Linked DNA regions of Mus musculus: all the other regions are linked to region 2. Evidence: chromatin contacts called from public HiChIP or PLAC-seq data. All regions are on one chromosome and are shown on one strand. The core of a region is the stretch at or near the end of the contact, and the rest is flanking DNA. Distances in the headings are between cores, read along the strand shown.

Region 1 (3,399 bases), core at 363-2,862, 860 kb before region 2:
CTATTAAATCATAGCAAAAGCTATGGATTGGGTTAAAAAGCATGAACATTTTTTTCTCTGTCCAGAGAGCTGTATGTATGTATGTATAGAACATGTTTTTAGTTTGTTAAGAAGCACCTTTGAGTCTATATTTAGAAGAGAACCAAAGGAAATCTAAAATCTTGAGCTTGTGACTGAATGGTAAGTACTCTGAACTTCCAATCAGGACTCCATTGATCAGGGTTAAAACTTTGAACTTGTGAAATATTAGTATAACAATAGCAAAAAGGGGAAAAGGTTTAAAATACTTTCTATTTTTCATGTACCTTAAATAATTTTCTTATATCTTTACAACGTGCTTTTTTATACTTCTTTAGACCCTCAGAACTTAAGCTTTCTTTTCCTCAGAACTTTTATACAACTTAGAACATTTTCTTAGACCCTCAGAACTAACATAGACTTTAACCCTTTTTCTTTTCATCTAATCATTTTTCAGAGTTGTGAATGGTTATTGCTGAGACATTGCAAAGCAAGTTCTTTTAAATAAAAGAACAGTAAAAATAAAACCTGTTTAATATAAAGCCTGTTAGCACAGCAAACTTGTCTGTCTTTCTCAGCAGGAGACCCAGTAGCTCTAGAAAATGCAAGGCCTTGTTTTTGCATATGAAGTGAACTAATTGGGTGGCTATAGCCTTGGGGAAAGGAGTTGGTTGCTAATGGACAAAGTTCATTTAACCAGCAGTGCCATCAGAGTTCTGAGTAGGATTCATTGTAGAAGGAAATATAATCCAAATATATCAGTGAAAATGACAGACTTGGGAGGCAGAGGCAGGTAGATATCTGAGTTTGAGGCCAGCCTAGTCAAAAGAGTGAGTTCCAGGCTACACAGAGAAACCCTGTCTCTGAAAAAAGAAAAGAGAGAAAAAAAAAAAAAAGAAAGAAAAAGAAAAAGTTAAAATGACAGAGAGTTGCCCATTACTTGACAGTCACAACAGCAGACTCCTGTGGTCTCCATGGGTTTGTTGTGGTTATAGGCCCTAAGGCAGTGAGTCTTCAATCCCAGGCCCAGAAGTTCTGAGAGGCTTTCTTCTGGAGGAGTGTGTGAACTAAAGAGGGGGGGGGTGAGAGGAGATGGGGGGTGGGGGGAGGGGGAAGGGAGGATAGTCCACATCTGGCCAGAGTTCCTCCTATGCTCTGGGCAGGCAGATCCATTTGGCCCCAGTGGGCATCTAAGCCACTGACCCCACTCGACAGGGGGTGGACAGGTGCAGACCCCAACTGGGGACCCCTGGGATGATACCCTGTAGCCCCGGGAGAGGGCAGAGGGAGAAAGGTTCCTACACAGGCGAGAGTAAGCATAGCTGGCCTTGATGAACAGAGACAGTCTATGATTTTCAAGCTTTATTGTAGAAAGGCAGGGGGAAAGAGAAAAGGTAGAAGAGAGAGAGAGAGACCAGCCATGGCCAAGAGAAGAGATGGGGGGGGGGGGACGAGAGAGAAAAGAAAGGCTAGAGAGTAAGAGGGAGAGAGAGAGGAAGAGAGTGAAAGGAGAGAGGAGATGATAGAAGAGAGTAAGGGGAGAAAGAGGAGTAAGAGAGTGAGGAGGGGGCCAAGCAGCCCTCCTTATAGTGTGCTGTTATCTCTACCGTTGCTAGGTAACTGAGGAGGAGTTTAGCCTGAAGGCCAGAAGCTTGGGACATTGTCTTCTTGACTGCTAGCCATGCTTCTCTTCTGGGGGCTGAGGGGGTGGTAACTTCGACAGGACCCAGAGTCCAGGAGACATGAGAGAACTCCTTCCATCCCATGTAGGTGAATTAACACCACCAGATCTCCGGGTTCAACATCTCAGCTCAACTGGAGACCAGACTGTCTGTGTATAGCCCAATGCCCAACAGAGGAGGAACTTGTGGGACTGACCTTACTTCATCTATGCAAAGTGGGGCAATCAACTCTGTAATGTCCTGCTTATCCACAGTTTGGGCCAGGTCCTGGCAACAGGCAATGCATTTGCAGTGGATATGGCCCATGGCTAGTGTTATCACATCCAAATAGAGTCTGAGTGTCCCATCATTTTCTTTGGAGACCTGTGAAGATCTTTGGTCACCACTAGGAGCTGGGTCTGTTTGTCATAGTAAGCTTTTTTTCCATTAAACATTTAAAATGACACATTCAGCAGATATCTGACATATTTGAGGATCATTATCTATTACAGATATCTGAGCTAAGCAAACTTTGCTTCTTTTAGTTACTAGTTTTAGGCTTAACTTAGAAAACATAAACAAAAGGTTAAATAAAGCTTGTCCTTGAAAATGAATTACATTTGTACTTAGCATGATTACAAACATACTTTTGAGCATATTAAAGAACTTGATCATTTATAACATGACTTTACATTAATTTGCAGGTCCTAATTATCATTAATTATTTATAAGACGTTAACAGCTTTAATAAGATTAGGATTTTACAGTTTTATCTCTGGTAAGTTTTAACCTTAAAAAATATAATATTTGTATTGAAGCTTAGTATCAAAATAAAACTTTATATCATAAAGGTAGCCCATAGAGAGACTGGGAATTTTATAAAACCATAAATATAGCCTATAGAAAGATTGAAAACCTTATTATATTTTATTTTTGATTCTTTTACAGAACACCATTACAGAATATTATAGTTTGCTGTATGACTCAATTTATCCAAATAGTTAAACCTTAACAATGCTAGCAAAGACTTCTAATGACGGTAGACATATATTTCTAAGTCAGTTATTGTTTATCTACATAGACTTTAAAAATTTATAAAACTTATTTATCAAATATATTTTATTTTTAAACATGTATTGTCTTTTATTTAAAAATTTCAGGACAAAAATCTTCATATAAAAATCTATCCTGGTAGGGTGGGGTGATGGGGACATCCTCTTGGAGATGGGGACTGTAAAAAAAATTAAAGATAATAATAATAATAAAAACTATCCTAATCTAAATATCTTGGAACCTGTTGTTGTCTCTTTAGTCTAAAAAGGAGATAATCAGAGTTTTATTCAAGTTATATATAAGCATGCAATAGCAAATTATGATTATCTATGTATTGAGTTTTAATTATTAATTTTCTTGCCCCAAGTTTTAAGCTAATTGTTTTTGCTTGGCATTTTATAGGTCTCCCTTCCCCCTACAATACATTTTAGCAAGAGTTTTGAATATCCATGACTTTGAATGAGGGAACAATTTTTGTAAACAAGAACCAAGAAAGGGAGGAGAAGTCAAGGAGTTACACATTTTAAATTACATTTAGCTATCTTTCCTCATTTTTCTATAAGCACTTAAAAAACTTCAAGGTGGGTTACAAACAGAATCTCAGTGATCCTCAGTCGTCTGAGCCAGGTAAGCCTCATGGAAGTAAAACATGATGGGCAGGCATTGT
Region 2 (3,632 bases), core at 60-2,559:
ACTAGAATCTGGAAGTTGTTTGCTTTATTGTCTTAAGGACCAAGCTATAAATGGCTAACTAACACAGTGTTTCATCTGTTCTGTTCTTATGCTCTTTTAGGCAGAACGCTTTCCAAGTTGTTGCTGTGGATGGAGTCTGCAGTGGAATTCTTCAGTGCCTCTCTGCTGAAGACTGCATGGATTGGCTCCAAGCAATAGCATCTAACATTTCAAACCTCACAAAGCACAATGTAAGTACTGATTTAAGGAATAAATATCTAACCAGCAAGTCTTTCAGCATTTGTAGGTTTATTCAGTGGCATTTAACTTTGCTTCATCTGCTTAGTGCCATTCCAAGAACAAGTTTCCTTCTGCTTCCTGGTAAAGCTGTTCTGAAATACAAGAGAAAAATCTTGTCAGCATGAAAGCCCAGGCAGACGTGACCTACAAGAAAATACTCACAGTCCAGTGCCAAAAGCAACTGCTTTAAATAAACATGATACAAAATCTTGCATAAAAATAGTATGCATAATTAAGAGCACCCTCAACAAGCAAGCTGATGAATTTCAAATAAATGAATTTGATTTGTCTTCAGTGACCCTAGGACTGTGGCAGAGAATGTGTGAATGAAAAGATCCAAATAAAAGGTGATAACATAGAGACTGAAAGTTTCCTGTAGTGCTCTGTAGGCACAAGACTAGTGAGTGGCTGTCCTTATGGGTTGCAAGAACCTGTGCAGCATGACAAGGTCTCTGTCACTAGAAACAGCTTCTCTCTTGACCTGTGTTTCTCATACCCTTCTTTATTCTCCTTCATTTCCCATGTGGTTTTCTGGTCATCATGTCTTTGCTACCATTACATTTGCCACAGACTAACTTCTATTGGGTCTTCTACCTGTGGAGAATGGGTTTCTGGTTGCAGGTGAACAAGGGTAGGCAAGAATTGACAGGCAGACGCAGGCACAAGAGAATGCTGAATCTGAATGTATTTTGTCCAAACGAACACCAGACTTTTAATACAGAAGAAAAACAAGAAATCCAGGCGAACACATCTGCCAAGTTACATTGACACAGAACAAAAAGAATGCATACATAAAAAGATAGCAGGAGCCAGGCCGAGTTTACTACTGAGAATAAGAACAACCCTTAATTAAAAAGATCAGCTAAACACAGGAGCCAGGTGAATGTTCTGATGCAATGCTAGTCTATTGTTAAACCTACAACCAGGGGTCCTTTAGTAAATACCTGATTATGCTATTCCTCTGGGCCTAGTGAAAAAACTGTGGACCAGGGGAATCCCTTTTACTAACCATGCTACAACCCACCTATTTCCTAGGCCATTGTGTATTTCTGTGTTTGGGTGTGACTCGGCTATTGTCCTAAGTAATTACTACGCAGAATAGCCCTGGGCTTTTCAAGCTCTGTTCTTTGTAATGCCTAATTAGTTTCACTGTCTCTACTAAGAGTGAATTTGAATGTTACTGAATAGGTAACATTCTTACTGAATGCCAAGCTCAGGGGCGGCTTCAAGGACTGCCTAGGACATTGGAACAGTGGTGAAGGCTTAGATATATGTCAAAATCAATCCTTTAAAGCGTTTATAATAAAACAATACTGAAAGAGAGCATATGGATCCATACACCAGACTAACACGGGGACAGAGTTTGGGTATACAGGCTATTGGAATGCCAAGGTTCCAGGAGGCTGTTTCCATGAAATTCTTTGCCTCGTGACTGCTTCCAGGCTTTTAGGCCTACCAAGCAGACTGCACAGGAGTAGATGTAGCATACATTGAAATAGTTTATCCTTTCTTGATAATCTAGAAAAATATTCTAATAAAGTTTGAAAATAAAAAAACCAAGAAGAAGTGCAAAGCTTAGACTACAAAATTCTTTTTGTGCAAAAGCAAGGACCTGGATTTATACCCAGAACATGTGAGAAAAAGCATAGTACCCTATATTTTTAATCAGCACAGGGGGACAGAAACAATCAAATCACTGACACTTACTGGCCAGGATGTATAGAGCATTTGGCAAGCATCAGACAAGTGGATGCTCTGCAAAGAACTGATGAGTTACAGCTGAAGTTGCTCTAGAGCATCTGTACACATGCATCTACACCTACACATGAATAGAAGTACACATACACAGTTATACCCACCTACTAGTGTCATGTTGTTTAATGTTGATAGTATTATAATAGATGGTTCCATTTTTACATCTATACACATGAATCTACAATTGTACGTGAATATACAAGCGTTTGCATAGAGACACAAACCTACTAGTGTCACATTGTTTAATGTTGGCAGTATTATAATAGATTATTCCATGTTTCATCTATACATATGTATACATCTGCACATGAACGCATGTACATTTACACAGACACATAACCCTACTAGTGTCAAACGCATGTACATTTACACAGACACATAACCCTACTAGTGTCATATTGTTTGATGTTTGTGGTATTATAATAGATCATTCCATTTTTGCATTTATACACATGAATCTACACTTGCACATGAACCCACACATATTTACACACACACACACACACACACACGTCACATTGTTTAATGTTGATAGTATAATATAAATCATTCCATTTTTGAAAACAAAAACCTTGTGGTCAGCCATTCCTTTGCCTCTGTTCCTTCTCATGCCCTCAGTTATTTCATAATATTTGTGAAATCATTGAGGAAAATAAGAAGTTTGAATTCAGGAATTAGGCAAAATGTGCAAATCTTATGAACTTATGAAATCACAACTCTTTCTTAAAGCTAATGTCCCTTTCAGCCAGAGTAACTGCAGATTTTGCTTTTGGCCCCAGAAATATCTTAGTAAATATATTGTATCTTTCTTCAAACTAAGACAGGCCAAGATGTTATAGCCAATTGCCTTATATTTGTGTTGCTTTTTAAATATTCTGGGGGTGAGGCTATTGATGAAGCTGATTTAAACTGTTGTGCTAATGCATACAGAGGAAAATTAAGATGTGCCTGTAAAAACACAAATAGGCTGAGTATCCATAACCCTGACCAAGCCACATGGTTTGAGTCAAAGCGATGTTCTGTTTTCTTGCCAAACTTTGTTAATTTGTGGTGTCCTACTAAAGCTGAGAATTGAAGACTGTAATTCTATCTCTCCTGTGTTTCCGTGCCAATACCTTATGAGAATGTGACTTTATGTTTCTTGGCAGCAATCAGAAGGATACCTTACTCATGAACCCTGTTTTTGTGTACGTGAGAAACTTTTTTTTTAAAAAGAGTAGGACGCTAATCTTGAAATAATTTCTTTCTTCATAGCCAGAATCAAATTGTCCTAAAGATACTCTTAGAAAATCTGCTCCTTACAAGAAACGTTTAGTTAAGGGAAAGGGAGCCAACTGAGAGCACTTCAGAGTACTGTAATAGAGAAAGTGAAGGTGTAGAAACTCTTGTAGAAAACACATACCAGCTTCATGGCACAATTTCCACCTAGAAAAGTGTTCACCATGTAATGTAGAAAGGAGAAACCATCTCTGAACTCTTGGTGTTACCTTCCTTTCTGCAGCTGTGGTAAAGCTCTCTGACTACAAGACACTTCAAAATTTATTGGATGTATACTCCATAGTCTATCATGATTGAAGTCAGGGCAGGAAGTCGAAGAG
Region 3 (3,425 bases), core at 363-2,862, 890 kb before region 2:
ATGTTTAGTTGCTATCTCTTAAAAACCTGCTCTTCTCTAATAAGAGACAGAAAGGGAGTGGATCTGGAGGGAAGGGAAGGTAGGGACTGTCTTAGTCAGGGTTTCTATTCCTGCATAAACATTATGACCAAGAAGCAAATTGGGGAGGAAAGGGTTTATTTAGCTTACACTTCCACACTGCTGTTCATCACCAAAGGAAGTCAGGACTGGAAATCAAGCAGGTCAGAAGCAGGAGCTGATGCAGAGGCCATGGAGGGATGTTTCTTACTGGCTTGCTTCCCCTGGCTTGCTCAGCCGGATCTCTTGTAGAACCCAAGGCTACCAGCTCAGGGATGGTCCCACCCACAAGGGGCCTTTCCCCCTGATCACTAATTGAGAAAATGCCTTACAGCTGGATCTCCTGGAGGCATTTCCCCAACTGAAGCTCCTTTCTTTGTGATAACTGCAGCTTGTGTCAAGTTGACCCAAAACCAGCCAGTACAGGGAGTAACTGGGAGGAGTAGAGGGAGGGGAAACTATAATCAGGGTGGAGTGTATGAGAAAAGAATCTATTTCAGTAAAGGGTGTGTGTGTGTGAAAAGAAGAATGCCTTCATAAAGAGTATTTCCTTAGTCAATTGATAGAGGAGGGTCCAGCCCATTGTGAATGGTGCCAATTCCTGGGGTCTATAAGAAAGCAAGCAGAGGCAGCCATGGGAATAAGGTGGTAAGTAACACCCCACCATGGCCTCTGTGTCAGCTCCTGCCTTCAGGTTCTATTTGAGTTCCTGTTCTGACTTCTTTTGATGATGAACAGTGGAAATGTAAGCTAAATAAGCCATTTCCTCCCCAATTTGCTCTTTGCTCATGGTGTTTCATCATAACAATAGTAACTCTGACTAAGACAAATTGATACCAGCTGCGGTGCAGTGAGGCAGTGCATAGACAGCCTGGTTCCCAGTCAAGCACAGGCCTTGAACCCGGTGACTTGGTGGTTGGTGACTTCTTTCTGCTTGGGATGGCAGGTGTTTGGCCACGCCTCCTGGGCCCCTGGCTCCTGTAGCTACAGTCTCCTACAACCCCCCTGCAGAGAGGTGTGTGGCCATCAGTCACATAAGCAATGCCCGAAGCTCCTGCTATTCTGTCTGGACTCCACCCACGGTTACCTGGCAACAGATAGGTAGGCCTAGTCCACAATAAAAGTAGCTGCTTGTCCCCTCCTTGATCTCTTAACCTCTTATTCTTTCTTTGCTCTTACTCTTGCTCCCTTGTTCCCCCTCTCGTTGCCTTCCCTTCCCCACCACTCCACATGGCTAGGCCAGCCTCTACTTCCCAATCTCTCCCTCTTTCTGACTTACTACAATAAACACCTTAAAACCATGGATTGCCTCTTCTCATCAGGACCCATCGTGCTGGAGCAATGGAGCTGGTCTCCCTATAATGAGCCTTGTCTAACCTCCCGCTGGGAGGCCTCCCTGAGCACCAGCCATGGCTGCCAACCAACGCAAGGAACCTTCCCACTGAAAGACTCTCCTTGTCCCTGCAGTAACCAGCCAGAGCTCTCCCTCTCTGCCCCTTTTCCTTCGGCCCCTGGGCCAGAGTCTGCCCGAGGGTCCCCACTCTGTTCTCAGCTCTTCTGCGACATCTAGTGGCACCTGAGGTGTCCAAGACTGAAAACCTGACATACCTGGCCTCCATGCGGCCCAGGGACCCCAGAACGGGTTCTTCTGAGGCACCCAGTGGCTCCAGCAGGTCCTTGGGGACCTCGGACTGTGCCTTCCCCACCCCTGGAGTGGAGTCCTGAAGCTTTCCACAACCTGACGCCTGCCTGGTGGTGGCAGTGGGGTCTACGCAGTCAGACTTCCCATGTCCCGCTTTGCCCAGCAGCCCAAGCTCTGAGTGGACACGGTACCCCACTTTGACCCACAACCAGCCATGGGGTATTTCTGTGACAGACATAACCATGTTGTTTTGGGGAGGATTGTGGGAAGACTTTGGAGCTTTGTGCAAGAAAAGCCACTGAGTGTTCAGTGTTTGGTGAGGTGTTCTGTATGATCTTGGAAGATATGAGTGCAGAAGGTGGAGTCTTGGCTTGCAAAGTTTCAGAGGGAAGTGTGGATTGTGGAGTCATAACAGTGATGTCATGTTCTACATCTTGAAGATTTAGTGAGATCACTCAGTGAGAACTGAGTCTATAATCCCAAGGAAGAACTACAGTTCTCATTTTAAAGTTTGACTCATCTAAGGTCTCTCCCTTTGAGTCCTGAGTGTTTCTTACCTCCCACGTCTCTGGTACCTCCTAGAGGGTCCCCCCCACCTCCGACCTCCTGAGGTTTCCTGTTTCCATTCTTTCTGCTGGCCCTCAGGGCTTCACTCCTGTTTCCCACCGCCCCTAATACTGGATCATGTTCCCCTTTTCCCCTTCGTCTCCCTTCTCCCACCCAAGTTCCTCCCTCCCTCTGCACTCTGTGATTGCTTTCTTCTCCCTCTCAAGTGGGACTGAGGCAACCTTACTTGGGCCCTTAGGCTTGTTAATCTTTTTGGGTTCTGTGGATTGTAAACTGGGTATTCTGTACTTTTTGGGGGGCTAACATCCACTTATTAGTGAGTACATACCATGCATGTCCTTTTGGGTCTGAGTTACTTAACTCAGGATGATATTTTCTAGTTCCATCCATTTGCCTGCAAAACTCAGATGTCCTCATTCTTTTTTTTTTTTAAATTAGATATTTTCTTTATTTATATTTCAAATGTTATCCCCTTCCCTCCAAAAAGTTTAGTTTCCCCTCCAAAAATCCCCTATCCCCTCTTCCCTCCCCATACTCCCCAACCCACCCACTCCCATTCCTGGTCCTGGCATTCCCCTATACTGGGCATAGAGCCTTCACAGGACCTAGGACCTCTCCTCCCATTGATGACCAACTAGGCCATCCTCTGCTACATATACAGCTAGAGCCACAAGTTCCACCATGTGTTTTCTTTGATTGGTTGTATAGTTCCAAGGATCTCTGGGGGGGGGGGGTTACTGGTTAGTTCATATTGATGTTCCTTCTATGGCTTCAGACCCCTTCAGCTCCCTGGGTATTTCTCTGGCTCCTTCATTGGGGACCTTGTGCTCCATCCAATGGATAACTGTGAGCATCCACTTCTGTATTTGCCAGGCACTGACAGAGCCTCACAGGACACAGCTATATGAGGCTCCTGTCAGCAGGGTCTTGTTGGCATCTGCCTAGTGTATGGGCTTGGTGGTTGTTTATGGGGTGGATCCGGATGTCCTCATTCTTAATAGTTGAGTCTTATTCTATTGGGTAAATGAGCCACATTTTCTATATCCATTCTTCTGTTGTGGGACATCTGGATTGTTTCTGTCTTCTGGATATCACAAATAAGGCTGCTAGAAATATAGTGGAACATGTGCCCCTGTGGCATGGTGGGCCACCATTTGGG

The links. HiChIP or PLAC-seq counts read pairs in DNA pulled down with a chosen protein or histone mark.
Region 1: an H3K27ac HiChIP or PLAC-seq map of embryonic stem cells shows a contact between it and region 2, with 4 times the contacts expected there. The contact joins two enhancer-like sites. A contact is called at or near these places in 2 of 39 promoter capture datasets (cranial neural crest and liver), 2 of 115 datasets of contacts at active chromatin or transcription factors (both in embryonic stem cells) and 1 of 9 other capture datasets (embryonic stem cells).
Region 3: a contact with region 2 is called in an H3K27ac HiChIP or PLAC-seq map of embryonic stem cells, with 4 times the contacts expected there. The contact joins two enhancer-like sites. A contact is called at or near these places in 2 of 39 promoter capture datasets (cranial neural crest and liver) and 1 of 115 datasets of contacts at active chromatin or transcription factors (embryonic stem cells).

What each region holds. Positions count from the first base shown.
Region 1 is chr1:9,440,399-9,443,797 of GRCm38.p6, reverse strand. It overlaps the pseudogene Gm18299. Among named protein-coding and RNA genes, the nearest start is that of Gm30719, 5.0 kb to the right of the region's middle. Within about 2 kb of position 1,612, at least 7 of the 459 cell types and tissues checked have an H3K27ac peak or open chromatin away from gene starts, as enhancers often do. A contact at or near this core is called in embryonic stem cells, where this site is marked.
Region 2 is chr1:8,579,803-8,583,434 of GRCm38.p6, reverse strand. It overlaps Sntg1 (syntrophin, gamma 1), which reads left to right. Exons shown (of 20, transcript NM_001290393.1): 13 at 101-230. Among named protein-coding and RNA genes, the nearest start is that of Gm39589, 460 kb to the right of the region's middle. Within about 2 kb of position 1,309, at least 19 of the 459 cell types and tissues checked have an H3K27ac peak or open chromatin away from gene starts, as enhancers often do. A contact at or near this core is called in embryonic stem cells, where this site is marked.
Region 3 is chr1:9,467,843-9,471,267 of GRCm38.p6, reverse strand. No RefSeq gene overlaps it. Among named protein-coding and RNA genes, the nearest start is that of Gm24765, 11 kb to the right of the region's middle. Within about 2 kb of position 1,612, at least 11 of the 459 cell types and tissues checked have an H3K27ac peak or open chromatin away from gene starts, as enhancers often do. A contact at or near this core is called in embryonic stem cells, where this site is marked.